Regions from separate parts of the Bombyx mori genome. Here region 2 is linked to region 1. A link is a contact called in public Hi-C data. All regions are on one chromosome and are shown on one strand. Each heading gives the region's core, a stretch centred on a gene start, on an enhancer-like site or on the middle of the called end of the contact. The rest is flanking DNA. Distances are from core to core; before and after follow the strand shown. Region 1 overlaps LOC101736196. Region 2 holds the start of LOC101736196.

Evidence for each region. Hi-C and Micro-C count contacts between places; a contact is called where the count stands out from the background.
Region 2: a Hi-C map of whole pupa shows a contact between it and region 1, with 1.9 times the contacts expected there. The contact joins the promoter of LOC101736196 here to the enhancer-like site in region 1. A contact is called at or near these places in 3 of 7 Hi-C or Micro-C datasets (middle silk gland and whole pupa).

What each region holds. Positions count from the first base shown.
Region 1 is chr5:15,429,712-15,435,375 of ASM3026992v2, forward strand. LOC101736196 reads right to left here. Exons shown (of 8, transcript XM_012693836.4): 5 at 5,329-5,509; 6 at 4,672-4,828; 7 at 3,661-3,812; 8 at 1-3,177. The coding sequence ends at 3,169. Among protein-coding and RNA genes, the nearest start is that of LOC101736059, 7.8 kb to the left of the region's middle. Within about 2 kb of position 2,355, at least 4 of the 8 cell types and tissues checked have open chromatin away from gene starts, as enhancers often do.
Region 2 is chr5:15,462,846-15,468,509 of ASM3026992v2, forward strand. It overlaps LOC101736196, which reads right to left and starts at 2,739. Exons shown (of 8, transcript XM_012693836.4): 1 at 2,598-2,739; 2 at 1,742-1,793. The coding sequence starts at 2,664.

The DNA of each region.
Region 1 (5,664 bases), core at 1,105-3,604:
AGATATAAAATATTTGGAAGTAAAAAACCTTAAGTTCATTATGTCGCATACAACCATTTTTAATTAACATACTAATAATAATATTTGTGTGAAAAGGTATACTCTTCGATCGTTCGAAAAAAAAAAAACCAAGGAACTCGTATTATCTAAGTACTTAATTCTTATATTAGTCGTCGTATACTTCAAAAGCCTCCAAAAATGTCTCAAATATTAAGAGAAAAAAAAAATGTATTTAAAAATCACAATTTAATACAGATTTGTACTTCTTATGTATGTACACTGTACATTTTTTTGTATATAAAATAACACATTTTTAAAGGATCCGTTAACAGAATTTACAATTTGAAAAGTAAAATCAAGAGGCTTTTATGACAACTATCGAGAAAATAGGATTAGTAAAAATGGCTGGATTATTTATTGAGGATAAATCAGTGCTTAATTCAGTTATTTTCAGATATAACTATCATTTAATGGACATTTTTAATGGAGACACATCCGAACATTTGTTACGCTTACAATACATATAAATTTCAAAATTATATTGGGGCAGATTAAATTTATGCAAATTTAAAATTTTAATCTAATTAATTTTATTACTATTAAAAAATCCTAACAATGCAGTTAACTCTTAACACATCTAATAAATTGTCTCCAAAACTGATCGTGTTCTGAACTTTATTGGTGTATTTCAAAAGCTTCGCTCAACAGGATTAAGAAGAATAAGGCGAAATTTGAAGAAATGACGCTTGATGTCGACATTGACCCAGTTATTCAAATGTCCAACTTCAAAGAAATACATGATGAATTTCAGATTTCAAAAATTATTCATACAGAGAAGCACCGTCTTTTGTATTAGAAATTCATATAACTTAGACACGTAAACACAATAGAACAATATTATAACGAGAACAAGATTGAAACAAGAGGAACCCTAAGGGTAAAAGGCAAGTGAGATTTACAAAATCTCTCGCTCATTATGCTTTTTTATTTTAAACTACCTGCAAAAATTTCTAATAAATTTCCGAATACACCACACAGCTGACATGTATTATTTAGTTGTCTACGTTTTTGTTTTGGAAATTACCGAAATAGATGTTGCCAACAAATTTCCCAATTTTTTTTAATAATAGTTTAAAATAAAAAGCAAAATGAAAACGCATAGGAAGCTCTGTAGTACTTAAAATATATCCAACTAAATAAGTAAATCTGTAATTAATTAAATTTACAAAAAGGAATGTTTTTTTCTGTTATGTCCCACAATCAAATTAGAAGTTTAGTATTTGATGAATTAATTGTATTATTACATTACAGTAACGCGGGCTTGCCCTACTGAACTTTATAAACCATAAATGTAACATGAACAATATTCAGTAATAAAATATACGTACTAAATCAATTCGTACATCAAGCATTCGGAATGATCGAAAATACCGTAGCTGCCAATGCTATATAGCTTGGTGAGTCAACTCACGACCCATCTGTGTGCTTGGTGCGAGTTTCTTAACGTTCACGATAGCGTAAAAGTTAACCTAATTTTGTAAGCAGTTGGAACAGCGCCCCTAGCGGCAAACGTACGCAAACGATCCCATTCCATACAAATATGAGCTAACTTTTACGCTATCGAGAACCTTAAAAGACTCGCACTAAGCCCACTGGTATTAAACAGTTATTGCAGCCTATGGAAATCATGTAATGTATTGCATAAAAACGGTCCCTTCAAATCAGAACGTATGACAGATTCGCTTTAAGCTGCTTTCAGACTACGCTATACTAGTGCCATATAGTATAGCAGCCTGTACTTAGCCAATAATATAATAATATAGTACAGTGATACAGTGTGAACATGTCCATAATAATGTATGGTGTGCGATATTGTTGTGCTATGAGCTATATGCTATTATATTATAGCGTAGTCTGAAAGCGGCTTTAGGAATAGTCGAGATGGTTGCATCTACCCGGACAGGCGTAAACTGTATTTTAATATGATAAAATTTGTAGGCCTCTACGAGTCATGCTAATCTTAGGAACCACCAAGTAACACAGCAACGAATGCTCTTATAAAATTCATTCGTCAAACTGAAAGATTGTGGGCCAGTAAACCGGCGCGCCATCTGTAAGGGCCTGCAGTACAAAGTTCTACGTTTGGAAACCTAAGGCTGTGTTCACACGGCATTGTCCTGCACGTTTTTTTTGTATTCGTTATTTTAACGTACAATCACTCGGGTGTTCATACGGTAGATTTTCATTCGTGTAAAAACGAACGTGTGAAAGAGATAGAGCTTATACTATTCGTCACTCCAACGTTAAAATTCATTCGATTTTCTTGACAAGTCCGTTGAGTATTCGTTTAAACGCATAAGCGGTGTACGATTTTTTGCAGTACAAACAACATGTGCATGGTTCTATGTACAATGTATGTGCCACTATTCATTCGTTAAGACGTATACTGCAAACAAACGTGCAGGACAATACCGTGTGAACTCGGTCTAACGCGCACAATTTAAACACAAAGAAAATTTAAACTTAACATTAACTTAACGTACAACAGATTTCGAAATTCATTTATTAACTTTTATAACGTTTTAAATTTAAAAAATATATAGCGTATTCAAGTTACCTATTTGATACAAGTAACTCGATTTTGTTTGCAATTTAATAGTTTTACAAAATTTTTAAAGACGCCGCATGAAATGAAACCGAAGAAAAAAATTGAATTTTAGAGATTGTACAGTAGAAGTATTTTAGAAACGGTAGTAGCTATTTTCCGAAGACGAAAAATAATGGACTTCCTTGACATAAAACATTAATTAATTTAAAAACCAGCCGACGAACGCTCTATGCTTCGAGGTCATCGAACCCGCGTGACGGTTGCGTTTTATTCGTATTACATTACGTGCTGCGCCAAAATGTATGATGTAATTTTTTTTTAGTGTTTCCCATACAACTTTTACAGGCTTTTTTTTTAAATCCTTTCTATCTCTCTAGCAAAAATCGAATAAAACTTAACCTTAGATTATAATTGTTATAAACCAGTATAGCCGAGCTGGCGACCGCAGCGCCCCGCCTCATCCATACATATTATACTATATTGTCTCATTGTTACGTACGTTCCTCGTGAATTGACTTCGCTCGTGTGGACGGCTACATGTGAACTCCGGCGCCATCCGTCTACATTACCTATGAAATAAGGGCACAAAACATGTATATTGAAGTCGGAACAAAAAAGTATTTGAGGACAGCAAAGGTTTGAAATTGTGATAAAAATACAGATTATATACAGATCTTAACAAGTTAATCACAAATTCGCTCGTGACCTTTTTTCCCTTATCTATGCTGATAGCCTTGAGAGGCTATTTCAGCTTCTCCTTGACGTGTAGGTGAGCTTACGGGGCTCAAACCGGAGTGTTGCTAAAACTGGCCCTAGCAAGGGCAGTGCTTCGCTGAATCTATTACTGGATCGGAATCGCGATCCACTGAGAAGATCCGGCAAAAAACTCAGTGGGCTGTGTCTATGGGTTAATTTACTCGCCGAGCCTTTTATCGCAAGCGACGGGTTCGGCGAGGACTGAGGACTCCGGCTGAGCGAGCGGTTTCCGGATTTGTTTCGGTCGCGGCCTTCAGTTACTAATGTTGATCGAAGGTTCCAGTAGAGTGAAGTACCTGGAGGATCTGGCTGGCTTCGAACGCGGTGCCGGGGAGCAACACGATGGGCGCGGCCACCCGCCCGGCCTCCACGCACACCATGTTGGGGAACTCGTCGTCACCGAAGTCCGGGATCTCCTTCGCGTACTCCGACCACGGGTTCCAGATCACTTTAACATAGGTTAAATATATAAAAAATACATAACATAGGTTTTCGGTAGGCAGCGGCTTGGCTCTGTCCCTGGCATTGCTGAAGTTCATGGGCAACGGTAACCACTCACCATCAGGTGGGCCGTATGCTCGTCTGCCTACAAGGGCAATAAAAAAAATTTCAAAGTATTTATCCCCTACTGCCATACCATCAGATATACAAAGATATTTGTTGAGTTCGAAGCACGCCAGGGAAGATGCGACCAACTTGAATAATGTTACGCCTGTAATAGTAACGCCATCTATCGCCGAATAGCCGAACGAATATCGGAGGCACTAGTAAAATGGACAAGTACAACGACATCTATTGTCAAATAGCGGAAACACACATCAAAAACACTCGACTTGTGAGGAACGTTCTCCATAATTCTAGGGATGTGGTATCGACTATAAAAGCGATGCAGGGATGGCACGCAGTCAGTCAGTAATCGGAACTACTCGAAGCGAAACAGCAAACGGATCACTTGAAGCGAATTGAAAATTTTAAAGAAAATTTCTAAGTGATAAACACAGTTTTAATTTGTACTTCGGTACAATTTTATTTATCCCGAACCCCATCGCGTAACAATATTTTTTCTACGCAGCTATAGCGTGTTCTAATATTGTGAATCGCGTGAGCGGATACAAATTGGACTTCAATCTCATGTGTCGCAGTGGGACGGCATTCTAGTCGTGACGATTGAGATGTCTATTATGTTTTTACAGCCTGCCTGATTCGTTGGTGTAATTATTAACGCTTCTAAGAGCTGGGTCACGAGTTCGATTCCTACTTCGGGCAGACATTCGTGTGATAAACAGGTTTGACGTCACAGCTGTTACCTGTATCGGGGAAGTTGTACTTCTGTATCCGCATCTTCCGCCCGCTGACAACGTTCGTTATGATGTGCTCCTGCATCGTGTTCTGGTAGATGCGGTCCGTCCACTCGCCGACCGTGACCACCTCGCGGGTCTCCTGGTACACGGCACCTTCCCGCGTCTACGAACAATACGATACGATACGATACATCAAATTACAATCTTGATACTGTCGGATGACATAATGACGAGTACTAATGATGAGTAGTAGAGGGGGAAGAGGTCGACCGAAGAAGACATGGATGGAGTGTGTGAATGACGATATGAGATAGAGACAGGAGTGAGTGTTGAGATGACGCCTGATATAACAGAATGGAAAAGAAAAATTAGCTGTGCCGACCCCACCTAGTGAGATAATAATATGGCGAAAAAGAAGACTAGTAGTAAATACGAATATAATTAATTTAAATTATAAGTTTGAACATTATTAAGGGTCTATTGTCAAAGTCTATCATAAATCTCTTTTAAGAAATTTAAATCAAATTTTAATTATTTAATAAAACCACATTCTTCTTCTTCATCGTTCCCTCACTACTAAGGATCACGACCACATATGACTTTCATCCATAGCGTTCCGTCATGGGTGGCTTTAAAAAAACTATAAAACCCTCATACACTGACCTTGTCAATGAACATGCAGCCGTGCATGCCGGTGATCTGACAGCGGCGCACGTCCGGCACCTTGAAGTAAGTGTGGAGCAGCAACTGACAGCTAAACGTCAGCTCCTTGCTCGGGTTGTACACGCCGATGTTGAAGTGGAGCTCCTTCTCACGCAAGATCAGCCGGTACGTCAGCCGAAACCTAACCCACGGGACTCTTTAGCTATTGAGCGCTATGTGGCTGCACGAGATAGACGTGTGGACGAGCTCACAGTCCACCTGGTGTTAACTGGTTACTGGAGCCCATAGACATCTACAACGTAAATGCGCCACCCACCCTGAGATATAAGTTCCAAG
Region 2 (5,664 bases), core at 1,489-3,988, 34 kb after region 1:
ACCAGTAAAATGTTTAATGATAATCTTTTATTGTATCACAAGTAGCGATTATAATATCTCACAAGCATTGAAGATAACATATCCAAGAACTAAGGTAGGTTGTTTGGATATTGTCTTTCTTGGTTACCTCAAAATGTTTTCCATCACCGGTATCGACGCTACCAAATCCCGCAAGAAAAAAACGTTAGGTAACGCTCATTCGAGCATTAATTTTCTTTTTGTTGCTAAATACAGTCAAGTCAATGAATATTAATACAGACTTCGTCTCAGTTAAATTATATTACGCAAAATCGAATTATTTGCGACTTTGCTTTGTTGATTTACCAAAAATTATTAGAAAATAATAATAATGATAAACCTGCACACACATACGCGCGCGCACGAATATAATGCAATTCAAATATTGTCAAATAAATTGGAAAAGTTTTGGTGTGGTGTTAATATTTTTTTGATATAATAAACTTTACAGTCGAAAGGTTTTGTACATTGAACCCGGCAATTGACTAGCTCAATAATTTGATTAATGCATATAAAGTTTTATGATATGTAAATATATATATGAATATTTTTTTAAATCTATGAATTATAACCATACCGTATCGGTACTTGTCATAGATAGATTTATGACGTAAAATTATTAATAAATTTTACAAGACAGCTTTTAATGAATTTTAATTATTATTCAATTTAAGTAACGTATATCTAGTATGGAGTGCCTACTTTAATTATTTTTTTTTTTTATTGCATTTATTGCCCTTTTTTTATAAGCCTCGGCGATTACAATTAGTAAAAGAATAAAAAGGACTTCTTTCAAAGCTTGCAAGCACGTTGAAGAATATGAAAAATGTTTTTGGTAAATGTATGTAATAATCACATGGTGGGAGGGTTTTTACCTACCTACACACGTGTATACTTCCTACCTATATTTTCTTCCATAAATACGTACGTGACATTTGCTTAAGAATGCCTTCCACGATAAAGAAAAAACGTCGTGTAAGAAAATCATCAAATTAATTTTTTTTTTTTTTGCTTGCGTAATACTGACGGTATGGCGTAATGTCAGCTACACGGGTAGATACCACTATTCCTGCCGGTTTCTTCAGCAAGCAATCATGCGTTTCAGTTTTGGGAGTATGAGACAGACAAATACTATATATATATATTATGATTTTCATTTTATGCTTTGTAGTGGGTGGTGGTATTTACGATGTGCCCCAATTTTGTGGCCCCAATAACTACTTGCTTAATATCAGGTGGACCAAAATCCTGTTGGTCCATTCGTAACATTAAAATATGGTTAATATCAATATGTTGATAAACTTGGCCAAGATCAGGGTTTACATATTATTCGATTGCACACCATGTTTTTTTATTGCCCTTGTAGGCGGACGTGCACACGGCCCACCTAATGGCGGGTGGTTACTGTCGCCCATGGACTTCAGCAATGTCAGGGGCAGAGCCAAGCCGCTGCCTACTATAAAAGGTGTAGCTGGCTAAGATAGTGAAATGACTTTTGTGTGAATGTGTGCATGAAGTTTATTAAAAACTGCATTGTATTTTGCAAATTCGACCGAAGTTTTTTTAAAATATAAAATAACAGAATATTAATATTCTTGGTTAGTTTATGGCATTACTACTCAATTTACATTGTTTTTACATAAATTACATTACTTTCAAGCGTTTCAAGTTGTGTCAATTAATAAATTAATATTTGTAATTAAAACTTCTTATTTTTACTTACCTAACAAATAATTGCTCTTGGTTGTTCACCCTCCATGACACTACAGTAGCACCTAGGAGAGATTGTTTTTATTAGTTATCATATTTCCAATTTTATTCAATATAATTAATTTTAATTACAATATTAAAAAAAGTACATGTATAGATTCTGGTAATTTTAATTTCTGCGCCCAAAATGGTGCTTTATTGTTACATTGAATCATTCAAACTAGGTTCCTTTAAAAATGTTTTAACCCAAATTACATTTTAAAATTTCTTGGATTTTTTTATTTCTTTTTGGAAAAGTTTGGTACATTAATTATGGCTTTTATATTTATATATGGTTGGACTTCAAGCCATCATAAGTTAACTAACATCAAATAATTATTTTTATGAAGTTTTAAAAGTTTAATATCACACTGTTATTGATCAGATTCTGAAACTAATCACTGATCTTACCTTTGGTTTTTTTTTGTGAGTACATCAAATACCAACCTACAATTTAAAAGTATCTACAGTTTACTTCCTACAATCCAATAGCCAAGGTCAGACTCGCCGCAGACAACTCTATTCTATTCACTCAGAAAAAAAAACTTGTTACCTCTCAACTAAACACCTAATACACGGTACATACGAAGGTGCGCTTATTACATTTTAAATTTCAACTCGAGGACATTCATACAATAGGCAAATTGTAAATCCAATAAATTTAAAATTTGTTGTTTTTTTTTAAGTTACGCGCGCGTCTCTTCAAATATAAATAAAGAACTGAGGTTATGTGGTATAACGAATGATCTTAGTGACAGTTCAATTCAGTAAATTATTTCAGTCTTATTGTTGTGTAGTTGAAAGATGCAGTAATAAAATCTAACACTCACCGAAAAGATTTACGGTACATGTTGTATTGTTGCCTCTGTCGAGAACGACAACACTCGTTGCTGCCATTTTCTGTTTGACAGCGAAGCCAACTGACAAAATATTACTATTATGACTGTCGATTTGAAGGTATTTTAAGTGTTGCTAGATCTCAGAATTTAATATTCACGGCATTTAAAAAAAAACAGTAACCAATCACAGCTTTGTGCCTTTGATGCGCAGAAGGACGTTTTAGTCATGGCACCACAATTCCAAGGGGTATGCTTACAACCTTCCACGATTACTGAGATAATGGAGTCAATGTTTAATCCAATCAAATTTAATCATAGCCTGCTTATCTTTGACTCCGATTGTCAACTTGGCTTTAAGGATCCTGGGAGTCGAGCGAAGCGGAAAGAGCGAAGTGGTTCTTTACGCTAGGAGAAGGAAGCGTGGTGTAGTGCTCCCACCTCTGGCTTGGGGCTCCCAAATACCAGCGACTCCCATTTGACTCCGTTTAGAAGAGCGCCGTTCGGATTGTTGTTGATCGTTTGGAGCCTCTGGAATGGCTACGGTTCTCAATATGTTTTTTACTGTATATTCCTTAAAGAGCACTCTGAGATATTGATTGAGATGATCTCTTCATCTCGTTTTTACTACCGTGCTGCCTGTCAGAAGAATTCATCCATACTAGGTGGAATCACTGCGTCTGTTCACAGTGCGTGTCCAGAAATATTTTATGCCACATACCATCCATCTTTGGAATGAGCTCCCCCTCCACTGTGCTTCCCGAGTGCTATGACATATCGTTTTTCAAATGAGGCTTGCAGAGAAAACTCAGCGGTAGGCAGCGGTTTGGCTCTGCCCCTGGCATTGCTGATATTCAAGAGTAGGTGTATCCACTCACCATCCTGTGAACCGTATGCTCGTTGGTCTACAAGAGCAATGTAAAAAATCAGAACTTACCGATGATCTAAATTTTATACTGGTCAAGCAGTATGCATTTTTTTATTACACTTAATTAGTAGAGAGACTTATGGTCTATCTGGTTTTAAATAGTTATCGGAGCAGAATAAAGTAAAATACATTACTTTTGAACACGAATTTTCCATTTTTATGATTAAAGGTCCTACCCTCCAAAGAGGAATGCATTTAGCCATTTATTTTATAAGGGCAATACACAGTCGTATTAGCGTTCAGGTTTGAAGGGTTGGAAAGCAATTGCACTGTAAGCTACGATGTTGATGTCTATGTGTCTACTATACTGAGACTTTAGAACTTATATCTCGAGAGGGTGGCGCATTTACGTTGTAGATGTCTATGGACTCCAGTAACCACTTAACCCCAGGTGGGCTGTGAGCTCGTCCATCCATCTAAGCAATAAATAAATAAAAATGTACTCTGATAGCCATTTATTATCGGGTAGTAACGTTCTCCCAATTAAGTATCTACCATAAGTCATTAGCCAAGGGCGGATCCAGCTTTGGTGCCAGGAGGGGGTCACATAGTCATGGTCAAGTCAAGAACTTATAATTTAATTTTGATAACAATAGATACAAGTAAAAAGTAGGTATTTGATTATAAGCACATTAAAGCTATAAAGAAATTTTATTTTTTTAGCTTAGAACTATGTTATGATATGTTGAAGTTTAGTCGTTCCGATTCCGATTGAGGTTAGGATTCAATTTGAGGTTAGGCCTAGCTAGACGTTACGTAGTCGACAAGCGCGCGCGTGTGGCGCGGTAAAATTCAAATTTTCGATGTGTTCGTTCCCAAAAATTTGCCATCATACAAAGTTATTATATTATATTAAATTAATTAAGGAGCAATATAAGGAGCAACAATATACCTAGTCTTGCCATAAATACTGAAACAAAGGAAAATAAAAATTTCTATTGCAAATAACATTTATTACTTTTACAGTGTGTTAGTTTAATACATGAATATAAAACAATTTAAAGTATAAAAAGCTTATTCGAAGTGGTCTCCATTGGCTGCAATCCTTTAAACGTTGAGGCCAGTTATCAATAGAAGCACGCACTCTTTCCATGGGAAAATTTTTCACTGCTAATCGTGCGGATTGTTTTAGGGACTCCAAATTATCATGGCGTTTAGAGCAAGCCGTACTCTCTAAAACTGACCATAAATCATAATCCAGCGGATTAAGATCGGGACTAGACGACGGCCAGTCTTCACCTCTGATGAAGTCCGAAACGTTCGTTTCCAACCAAGACTGCGTAGACCGAGCTTTATGACCTGGCGCCGAGTCTTGCTGGAAGGACCATTCTTGATTATAGAACATGGTGTTGTTAAGGGGCTTCACTACCTTCTCAAGAATGGTATCTTGATACACTTGTGCCGATGTTTTGATACCTTTTTCACAAAAGTATGGCTCAGTCACTCCTTCATAGCTAATACCCCACCAAACCATCACTGAAGTCGGATAGTGCCCACGTTGCACTCTGTCGACTAATTGGGAAGCTTTCTTAGAGCTTTGAGCATAAATACGGTCTTTTGTTTGTTAAAATGTTGCTCAATTGTAAAAAAATTCTCATCCGTAAACAAAATTTTTCTATGACCTCCCTTTGCGTACCGTTACAGTAGTTGTTTCGATTTTACCCCCCATTCTCTTTTAAATTATCAGTTAAGAAATGACCACTAGGTCTCTTATAGGCTGCAAGTCTTAAGTCATCTTTTAAAATACGCGACATGGTTCTAGGTGCTATCTTCATCTCCCGAGATAAAATCTTTTGCTTTCGGACAGGATTTCTTCGAATTCTTTCACTTACTGCTTTGACCACCTTTTTCATACGAACACTACGTGGACGGCTAGATATTATTCTGTCACAAACAGAAGAGGTCTCATTGCACCTATTAATAGCCCGGTACACAAACATTTTACTAATACCAAGCGTATGGAGAGTTTTAAAAATTGCATTTGGCTCCATACCTACTTTGCTTAATGCAATCACAGCGATTCGGTTTTCTTTATCACCCCACTTCATTTTAATATCGCAAAATATTGTACAATGTATTGGCGCCAAAATGAGAAAACTCAATGAGCAATCATATAAAAATGACAGATTCCAA